Linked DNA regions of Sus scrofa: all the other regions are linked to region 2. A link is a contact called in public Hi-C data. All regions are on one chromosome and are shown on one strand. Each heading gives the region's core, a stretch centred on a gene start, on an enhancer-like site or on the middle of the called end of the contact. The rest is flanking DNA. Distances are from core to core; before and after follow the strand shown. Region 1 has its middle 78 kb from the start of KIAA1456. Region 2 has its middle 33 kb from the start of DLC1. Region 3 has its middle 38 kb from the start of LONRF1.

Region 1 (3,367 bases), core at 868-3,367, 530 kb before region 2:
AAGCCAGTTAGCTCACGATTCAATTGTCAAATGTTTTTCCTCCAGAAAACTAACATATTTCGTTATTCAGCAGAAATGCTCTATTTGTATTTCCCATTTCATTACAGAGAATATGAAATAGACATGTACTCTAGGTTGAGATTTCATAGAATGAGCAGCTTTTACTGATTTATCAAGGATATTCTTTTTTTTTTTTTTTTTTTTTTTTTTTTGTCTTTTTGCCTTTTCTAGGGCTGCTCCCATGGCATAGGGAGGTTCCCAGGCTAGGGGGCGAATCAGAGCTGTAGCCACCGGCCTACGCCAGAGCCACAGCAATGCAGGATCCGAGCCACATCTGCGACCTACACCAGAGCTCACAGCAACGCTGGATCCTTAACCCACTGAGCAAGGCCAAGAATCGAACCTGAAACTTCATGGTCCCTAGTCAGATTCGTTAACCACTGAGCCATGATAGGAACTCCAATCAAGGATATTCTTAAGTGAAACTGGAATCTGTTTTGCTGTGAGTGTGTGGTGACAATGGTGCCTCTGCCTTGGTTCATGCCACATCCTCTCTTGCTCCTGCACCATCAGTGGAAATGTCTCCACAGGGAAAAAGTCACATCTTGATGAGCTCATGAAAATAGTTTTGACCTTACAGACTCCCTGAATGGGTTTTAGAGACATGCCCTCCCCCAGGCTCTGAGGACCACACTTTGAGAACCTCTGCTCTAGCCCCCCTCCCACACCTTGATGCTTCTCTTTCCTCGGCCCTTCAGCCCCCGTGACCTGTGGCTGCTCTGAGTTCCCCTCTGGCAGCGCTCAATGGGATATCTAACTTCTCCAAAGTCTCTGGTTTACAGTTGACTCTATCTTCTATCCTCAACAACAATTAAAATGACTGTGTACCTATTACACACCAAACACTGTTCTAAACACTAAACACCCCGTCATCAATAAGACAAGCAAAGTCCTTGCCTCCATTATCCTAATGTTTTAGAGGGAGAAGAAGATACAATAAACTTGCAAATAAATATACAAGGTAGTTTCCAAGTCCTGTGATAACCATAAAAAAAAAAAATAGACTGATGTGACAGAGAGAGACAGGTGGACAGTCTGAGATGGCCTCCAAATGAGAAGGGTCACATTTGTGCACCCAGTGTGACTACTGGTAATTCATGGGCAGACGTGGGGAAAGATGAGGTTTCCAGTAGCCTGGCTGGGGAAAAACTGGAATATCGCCTGGAAAGCTGGGAGGAAAAGGAGGGGAGAACCCATGGTTCTTTGTACTTGAAAGAAGGGCTACCTTACTCCTTCTGGGGAGGGTGGCAGCTCCCAGTCCTGCAGGGGGAAAAGCAAAGGGGAAATGACCTTCTAAGAGGAGAGGCTGGGAACTGGACAAGAAGCCACTCTGCTCCCCGAGGGCCGACGTGGGGCTGCTGATGTACTAGATGCCACCTGGTCTGCCTGGAGGCTGGTGGGAGAAGCGACAAGGAGGAAAGTGGAATTATTTCTGATACGACATTGACATCACCCTGGTTGCAATACCCCGCTCACAAGAGCTGGCTGTCGCTTCTGCTTCAGAGTATTACAGGGCCACTTCTAGAATACACTAATGTTTTCCCTCCAAAACAGCACCGAAATTAGGGATTTAGGGCAAGGATAAGCATATAAAAATAAAAAACAAAGAAATCACATCTAACTTGAAAGAATGGCTTAGAGGGTCCATTGGGGAAAAGCACTTTGCCATGCGGAAAGTTATGCCACGCCCTTGAGAAAGTGTCTCTAGAATTAATTCTTGCCTGGCTTTCTCCTCCCCTTCACCCCAGCAGGATGGTTCATGCTGAAGGAATGTGTCCTCTGCAGTGGGGGCTGTGTCTCTCAGGAAGTTTCTGGTGTTTTCTTCATCGGAGCTCCTCTCTCAGTCCTGGGATTGGTCTCTTCCTGCCTTGAGCCCAGCTTTTCACACCTCTCCCCCACCTGCCCCCCACCCCCGTGTTCCACCTCCTTTGACTCAGTGCTCCTTCCTCCAGGAGCCACAATTTTGTTTCACAAGTTTCATTCTTTTCCCATAAGCGTGAGTTACTGTAACCCCCAAAAGGTATATTTTCTCTTCCCCGGGTCATTTGTCTTTAGCCACTTCCTGTTTTTCAGAAGGGACACTCTGCAGAGGCCCCAGTCTCTCTGCAGGACACTGCACTTTATTCAGATGGTGTATCTGTGACTTGAAATGTGAAAAACTTCCCTGCTCTAGAAATGCTCATCCAAGGGCACCCACATGAGCCCTTCTACCCATTAAATTATAGACAATTCTCCCTTCCTAGGAAATCATAAGACTCTAGAGGGCAGGGATGATGGTTGACCATGATTATCCCTGCAACCCTTGTGGACTGGTGCTGAGGCTTTTATGGTGAGGAGCTTAGAAAATGTGCTTTGCTCTGTTAATCAGCCTTCTTTGTGCTACTCCCAGATGGGGCTGGGAGGGGCAGTGGATAAAGGCAGTGGGAGGGGAGGTCTTTCTCTAATCTCTGTTCCAGGGGCAACAGAACTTCTGCTGTAACCACCCCGCTTCCCGTTCCCTAATCATGTCACTTATCACATGGTCCCCTCTTGGGGTGGCCCCCAGATGTTTCAAGCCCAAGTTTATACACCACATTTAGCAGCCTTCAGGGTCTCTCACCAGCATCTTAAGACTTAGATACATAAGAGGCTTTAGCTTATGTTTCCTGGCTTCCACATCCTTGTCCACATCCTTGTGTCCTGACCACTGCATTTCATCATCACTGCTCCATCTTCCTTGCTGAACTCTGACCTGTGTCTCAGCTACATTCTGTCTTCTGAAAATAGACCACCACATAAATGTTAAGAAGTTGGTCCTACATTCCTATCCAGGGACAGTCTTCACATTTCAAAATCCTGTGAATCACAGCGAGCTTTCACTTGGCGCCCTGGGGAACATGCAGCAGAGGAACAGCACATTTTAATACGGAAAAGGCAAGTCAGAGTCACAAGGGAGCCAGTAGGTTTTCACAGCTGCCTAACCCAGTTCTGTGCCACCAGCATGCACTCTAAATAATGCATGAGTCATCAGCCTTGCCTGCCTATTGACAGGGTTAGGTTGGGGGTAGGTGAAAGCCATGAGGGGGCGGGTGGTGGCCAAGGGAAGCTAGCAGGAAATGAGAGAGAAAAAAGCAAAACAGAAGAAGAGGTATCCACTTTTTCTGTGTCCCTTCTTCTGAAAACCATACACGTTATAGTAAATTCACATTCTGCAAAGTGAATCTAGGAAGGGTACATCCTAGCTGGTCACTTTATCCCTATTCATCTTAGATTCTTAGCTTCAGATCCATATTCAATCCATACTTCCAGCTTTTCAGTTTCTGCAAAC
Region 2 (3,619 bases), core at 933-3,432:
GGAAGGAAAGGTAGGAAAGAGAAGTTCCTCATTTCACAAAGTTCCTCATTTCCTATCATTAATGGATCAAGAAAAAGTGGTTTAAATCGATTTTTTAAAGTTGCAACAGTAACCAGGGAAGCATCTATAAGCAAAGAATTACTGTTGGAAAGAAGGAGCAGGAAAACTAAAGCTTAGGATAGGTGAATTCTCTCTTTTCCTGTTAGAAACTCAATAAATAATGTCAGTAATCAACAAAACAAAAACCTCAGTATAAATACATGATTCAGAAATGAAGAGATAATCACCAGATAATGAATTGAGAACAACAAATGATTTTTGTCTCTGAAAGCAGAAACAGAAAAATAGTGATTAGGACTGCAACTTGTTTTTAATTCTAGATTTTCTAGAAATATTTGAGTTTTTAAACCACATGTATGTTTTGTGTATTTCTTTTCTTTTTTTCTTTCTTTTTTTTTTTTTTTTTTTTTTGCTTTTTAGGGCCACACTCATGGCATATGGAGGTTCCCAGGCTAGGGGTCTAATAGGAGCTACAGCTGCTGGCCTACGCCAGAGCCACAGCAATGCCAGATCTGAGTCGCATCTGCGACCTACACCACAGTTCACGGCAATGCAGGATCCTTAACCCACTGAGCAAGGCCAGGGATGGAACGCGTAACCTCTTGGTTTCTATTCGGATTCCTTTCCGATGCACCACAACAGGAACGCTGTTTTGTGTATTTCTTAAAGAAACATTAAAAAAAGTCTGCTACTGAATTTCCCTTTGTGGCGCAGCGGAAACGAATCCGACTAGAAACCATGAGGTTACAGGTTCCATCCCTGGCCTTGCTCAGTGGGTTAAGGATCCTGCATTGCTGTGAACTGTGGTGTAGGTCGCAGATGCGGCTCAGATCTGGCATTGCTGTGGCTCTGGCGTAGGCCAGCAGCTGTAGCTCCTATTAGACCCCTAGCCTGGGAACCTCCATATGCCCTGAGTGTGGCCCTAAAAAACAAACAAACAAACAAAAAGTCTGTTATTGCTAATTAGTAATAGAATTTCTGAAACATTAGATATGTTCAAACATTTTTAATTATGATACTGTTTTTCTTAATATATCTACCTAATATATCCATCTATAACTACTCAGTAAAAATGTGAATGTGATAAAAAGTATATCTGTATTCCAAATAGAAATGGTGCCATTACCTTGGAAGAAAAAAAGCAATAGATTTAGAATTGAAAAAGAAAAACACTGGGATAATTTCCTGGAGTGTGCCTCAGTTGATAATTATTTATCTTATTTGTATGTTCTTTCTTATTGCTAGGCAATTGGGATATTTATACAACTACATCATAGCTTTTTATTATTATGTGCTGGAAACTTTGATAATAAAATGAGAGCTCATCTTGCTTGCTAAACTCAACTGAGAACAACTTTAGTAAAAAAAAAAAAAAATTGGAAGAATTAAGGAAGCAACCAGCCAAACACTAATAAAAATCAGATGCACTATAAACTGCACAAGATCTGAATATAATCTGTTCTTTGTTAACATCAAATAACTATTCAGTAGCTTGAGATTTCAATTCACTATATATCAGGGATATTCAAAAGTTGTTAGTGATGAATCACATAGCAAAGTAAATTAAGGCTACTAATCGATTATGTTTTATATATTGCCATTTCTTGATGTCAGGTTATCCATTCACTTCTGGATGATTTTTAATTGAAATAAACTTGTATTAAGGTTAAAAAATATGATCTTTATTATTCAAGATTATTTGTAGCAATATGTTCATATGGTTGGCACTTTTTACATTCCAGAGCATTAATATTGCACAAACTGAATTGGCATGCACTTATTTCTTGGCCAATAATAACTTCCATGGCATGTGACTATGAAGGCATGAACCTGAAAGCGATCCAAGAACTTTCACATCTCTGAGGGACCATGGAAAGGAACAAGCAGACTCTGACCAGAGCTATTTACTTTTTTAAAAAAGTAGATATTTATTAAATGTTTACTTGGATCCAGTTTCTGCACATTTAAAACATGCCCTGGAATCAGGATGATATACTTTGACATTGATTTTGGTTACTTTGCCCTGGGAAGGTGCTATAAAATCCAGAATCCTTGGGTTGATTTCTTCTATTTTGACGTCCTTGTTTTTCCCTCTGACCTGTCACACAATTTCCATTTTTGATCTACATAATTATGCAATTCTCAAATAATGTTCTTAATGGCCAACTGCAAGAGAGAGAGCACCCAGTATTTAGGCAAGGGTACTTTCTGATTAAGTTATCCTTTAATTGATCACCCCATGTTTACTCTAACCCACTTTATTACATTGGAGATAATTGTATATGACCTCCAAATTCTCAAATGTCACATAACGATCTGGTGATGGCTGGGACATGGAGACGGGGATGGCATACTCTAGGAGGCTGGCCTTGACCAATATTTATTAACTGCTTTCTGTGCCTCTTTCAGTTAAGATGTATCAAGTTCACAATTTTTGCATGTTGCAGGGAAGCGCAATTTGGAATAATATCCATTAGAGTCAATTGCTGTGGAATATGTTGCCTTCCCCACATAGTTACACACTAGGAACTTTCAAATCACAAAACATATAGGCGAAAACATATGGAGAACTGGGAAAGGAGAAGGAAGAGGAGGGGGAGAGAAAAGGATATATGTGGATGATGATGATCTCCCTTAACTTATCAAACATGGTAAAGCAGCCATCTGAGAGTGCATTTCATTTCTGAAATCCTTAGAAAATATCCTTAGACGTCAACCCTTTACTTGAAGATCAAGCTGTTCTTTCTCACACTATTTTTTTCCATGCATGATATGCATGATTGTAACTTAGAATATGCTGCAAGTATTTGGGTTAATGGAGAGGTGCTCCCAAAGCCCCTGGACTTAATTTTTAAAACATTTAAAACCTAATTTTTAAAAGGTTAAATTACTGCTCCTACAGGGCATCTTTTTCCAGGCACCCTCTTAGATGGTTGCTGGATTTCCATGGGTGTTGAGGAAGGGCATGGTCACTGGCTTTGCCAAGGCCCTTGGAGATCTGCAGTCAGGCACCCTTCCTGGTGGAAACCAAGCTGGTCACCAACTCCTGTACATCCCTAACACTTTATGTACTTGGGAGATCTTATTATGACTTATTATGCTATTCTTAAAATGTCTTTTTCTCTTGGTAATTAATGCAAACTTTTGAAATGTCCTTGAATAATTATTTTTTAAGACTTGTAAACATAGGGAATTCCTGGGAAACTACAGCGTTGTTTAATTTTGGCAAAGATGGACTAGAATGTGACCTTTTAACCAAGTAATGGATTTGAATTTCATTTCATTTTGAACTGGTATGAGGTACAGGAGGTAATTGCCATCTCATCATTTTAAAAGGTGTTACTAAAAATCTTACTTGGACACAGGAAGCTAGATTACACTTCTCTATTGAGCCAGTTGATTGAACTTTATCAGGCAAACTCACAAACTCCAGTTTGAAAAGTGAGTGAAAGAAAAACCCCAAATGAAACAGTCAACTAATCTGTTCCTTGGTTTCCAAAATATCTTGTATCTTCCATAATTTTTAAAAAACATGTTATTGATCTGATTATTTTTGGTA
Region 3 (3,707 bases), core at 926-3,425, 790 kb before region 2:
CCAATGGCAACTTTCACTTGGAAACAGAAGGTGAAGAGCGCTGGCTTCAGTAGCCTTCCCAGCTTCAGCCGGGAGATGGTGCGGAGAACCAGCCTCTACCCGGTCCAGGACTTCTGGCAAGGCCAGACGTGTACCCTGGACTACTGACCCCGCCTGGCCGCGGGGGAGCGCCCGCCCTTAGCCTCAACCTCCTCTAGCCCCAGGCGGCTTCCCCGAAGAGGCCTCTCTGCGGAGGCCCCACTGCCCCAGCAGCTCAGTCCGGCTCCACTCCGCGCTCCCGGCTGGGCACCCCAGCTCCGCCCAGACAGCGTGCCCTCACCCGCGGACACAAGGGCCTTGGTGGGCGCCACCTTCAGAGAGCCCTGGGCGAGCCTGTTCTGGCCGCAGGGACCGGAGGGGTAACAAGGAGCGCCAGCCAATCTTCCTCCTTCCTTCAAAGGAAGCCCAAGTTTCCAGAAAAGATAGCTCCTATATGCTCACACCGTGGAGTATCTGCCCTGCAGAGTTGGTTGTGATGGAACGAATATGTGCCAGGCCATTCCCCTTTGACCTGCACCAGGGCCGCTGGTCTGGCTATTTAATGTAGTCTCTCTCCCCTGCTCTAGCGTTTGAAGCTTATTGAGGGTGGAGACCTTGTTTATTTGACAAAGACCTTTGTCGTTAGGAGAGCGCCTGGCAAAGAGTAGGCTCTTTTTCATAGGAAACATCCTGACCAGACCCACTTGTGAAGGGTTGCAGGAAGGAAGAAATGAACACACCTCCTCTGGAGTCTGGGGAAACCAGGACTTTAGCCCCTCCTCTTTTGGTATAAAAGAAGCCTGAACCCTAGCTCAGGGAAGATGACACTAGGCCAGCATCTTTTCTGTCTTCTGGCTTTCCAAAGGAAGTTGCTATAAGAGTAGATTTTCTAACCATTTGACATTCTTAACCCTTATATATTATCAACAAGATGGTGCAGAAATAGCATAATAATTTGTAAAATTAAGAATAAAAGTAACTCGGGTTGACTTATGAAATTTGTTTCCCCATAGACCCCAATGATCTTTCGATTTTGAAAATCAAACCAACTTAGTAGTAACAAAATCATTTGTTTATATTTATATCCCGATAGGCAGTCATTCTAGAGGTATTTATTGAACACCTAGTATGTGTGTGTGTATATATAGTATATATTCTTGTATATGCTAGGATCATTCAGATATGTTGCCATGGGATGAGAGGATGATGTCTATTTGTCTCATATTTACAAGTCTGAATGGACTTGGGAATAGATGTTTCTGGAGTCAAAGGCATATTTATTTTGAGTCTCATCTGTTGATTTTTCCTTAAGTCCTTTCCTTTCTTCATTTTTTGGCAATTTTATCTCAACCTACAAGTATTCCAACTCCAGCTACCAGAATCAATTACATCTGAAAAAAGGAAGTTTTCAACCAGTTTCAGACCCACTTCCATATGGCTTTGCATCATATTCTTTATCAGTCTAAATTGAATGTGATATTAATGTCCTGAGATTGCAGTAGCAAAGCACCACAAACTGGATTGCTTTAGGCAATCTATTCTCTATATAATAAACCAGCAGAGCCATCTTCAGAGTTCATGCTGGAGTAGAGTGTCTCCAACTGAGGGGAGGGGAGCAAGATGAGAGAAACCCCCTTATTTACCAGGCAAGTAAGCACTGAAAAATTAAAAACTGCTATGAGTACAGGTAGCAGGAGAAGAATTAAGCTGAGTATAAAACACAAACACAAAGAAAAAACCTCAGGCAAACTGTTGTGATTTTGTTAAATTAACATTTGCTAAGTAGAGCCTTGGGTACCGAGTCAAAATGATGAGCCACAGCTCAACAAAGATCGAAAGGGAAAGTGAGCTAGAGAAGGTTATCACTCACAGATCCCAGGGGAGGTCCACAGCAGCCTCGAGGGGCCACACAGTGATGTTAAGCAGGATGCAGGTGGCGTGCAAGTAGCAGGACCTGGGGCACATGCCTTTATTAAGGTCCACAGGTGCAATGCTTTGCCGGGCTCAGGCTAAGGCTGGATCAAATCATAAAGAGCAGGGTTTAAGTAAGCTCCCAGGGACTCTTACTTAAAGGACACACGAATGGAAAAAGCTAGGCATCTGGAAAGACTGTTTATCACCAGGGATGTTGGGCAAGTCATACCAGGAACTTGTGACTCCAAGGCTGTCACGGAAAGCATGCACTTGTGGGTGGGACTAATGTCAGTTCAAGGTCACAGCAAAGCCACTTAGCCACACAAATGGATGAGGAGGCAGCAATATTTTGGAATAGCTTAGTGAAACTTTAAACACAAACAAATGCCCAAACTTCAAGAGAGATCAATAAAAATTATCTAAACTACAACATAAAGTGGAAAGGGAAAAACACTAGAGCATCAAAGAGCTATGAAAGAATATCAAGTGGGCTAACATACATTAATTGTAAAGAAGGGGAAAATAAATGTATATATGGAGATATGTTTGTGTGTGTGTGTATATATATGTGTATATATATATATGTGCATTTATGGCATAGTTTAATACATTTACAGTGTAATACCAAGTCTGAAACTGAATAAATTCAACCACTTTTTTTCATACTAAGAACAGGGAAGTTATTTTTAAAAAATTGGGGCACCCGGGTATAAATCTAGATCACTTAACAAAAAACCAGGATTGCATTAACTTTCAGTAGCAACATCTATATGTAACTACATATATACATACAACATATCTATATACATATATTTATATATATGCATATATATAGCTATCTATATACACACACATCTATCTATCTACATATATTTAGATATCTATATCTATATAGATATCTATATATGTGTGTGTGTGTGTGTATATATATATGGTAGGGGGTCTGGTACTTAAGAGAAGCTCAATTAAAGGCCAATAGTGCAGACCTAGAGACCTGGTTTTGCATGCCTGTTTTCACTTGCTGCTTAACCACCATCTTGGGCTTGACCGTTTGAGTACAAGAGGTAATTCATAAGTCTGTTCTAACTCCACCGATGTGGAAATATTCTTGGAACTGGAGATATGTTTTTCTTCCACTCTGGCTTGCATAAGTTCTTATAACTTTTACCTTCCCATTTTGTTTTCTTTGTTGTCCCTACCCTTCCAGCCTGCTAGGCTCTTCAACAGTGATTTGTTCTGTATGTTGCAATATTGTTACTTCTTTACCTTCATATTCAATTTGTTGGTGATAGTAAAATTTACTTCAGGAATCACACACACCCCTTCCTCCTTTACTTTACTTGAAAGGAAAGGTCTCTAGACAGTCTTGACTAATTTCAGTGACACTGACAATTAATGAAAGTGGATTAAAATTTGGGGATCAGAGATTGAGTACTCAGCAACAAAGGCATTCCAAAGAATATAGAAGATATTCTAAGCATGGAGCATATGAGATTTTCCCAATTTCAATGCTATATACCATTGTTCTGTTCTGGGTTTTTTAATTTGGGTCTCTGCTAATTGAAACAAGGAGAGATAAGACCCAACAGTGAGACTGAGTTGAAGATTATGAACATCTTTGATACGTATCCTGCAATATTACTTTCTAAAAAGATTGTTAGCAATTTATACCACTCCCAGAAATGTAGGGCTGAGCCTGCTTTGGCCGTATCACCATCTTGGTGAGGTGCTTAAAAACAAGTTCTAATTCCATGGTGGTAATATATACCCTTCCC

Evidence for each region. A called contact is a pair of places that touch in the nucleus more often than the background predicts.
Region 1: a Hi-C map of retroperitoneal adipose tissue shows a contact between it and region 2, with 3 times the contacts expected there. The contact joins two enhancer-like sites. A contact is called at or near these places in 1 of 5 promoter capture datasets (liver), 22 of 47 Hi-C or Micro-C datasets (alveolar macrophages, brain, embryonic fibroblasts and 13 more) and 1 of 2 datasets of contacts at active chromatin or transcription factors (skeletal muscle).
Region 3: a Hi-C map of fetal skeletal muscle shows a contact between it and region 2, with 3 times the contacts expected there. The contact joins two enhancer-like sites. A contact is called at or near these places in 10 of 47 Hi-C or Micro-C datasets (embryonic fibroblasts, epiblast stem cells, fetal heart ventricle and 7 more).

Annotation. Positions count from the first base shown.
Region 1 is chr17:1,136,489-1,139,855 of Sscrofa11.1, forward strand. No RefSeq gene overlaps it. Among named protein-coding and RNA genes, the nearest start is that of KIAA1456, 78 kb to the left of the region's middle. Within about 2 kb of position 2,118, at least 23 of the 83 cell types and tissues checked have an H3K27ac peak or open chromatin away from gene starts, as enhancers often do. A contact at or near this core is called in retroperitoneal adipose tissue, where this site is marked.
Region 2 is chr17:1,667,904-1,671,522 of Sscrofa11.1, forward strand. No RefSeq gene overlaps it. Among named protein-coding and RNA genes, the nearest start is that of DLC1, 33 kb to the left of the region's middle. Within about 2 kb of position 2,183, at least 12 of the 83 cell types and tissues checked have an H3K27ac peak or open chromatin away from gene starts, as enhancers often do. A contact at or near this core is called in retroperitoneal adipose tissue, where this site is marked.
Region 3 is chr17:877,091-880,797 of Sscrofa11.1, forward strand. No RefSeq gene overlaps it. Among named protein-coding and RNA genes, the nearest start is that of LONRF1, 38 kb to the right of the region's middle. Within about 2 kb of position 2,176, at least 3 of the 83 cell types and tissues checked have an H3K27ac peak or open chromatin away from gene starts, as enhancers often do.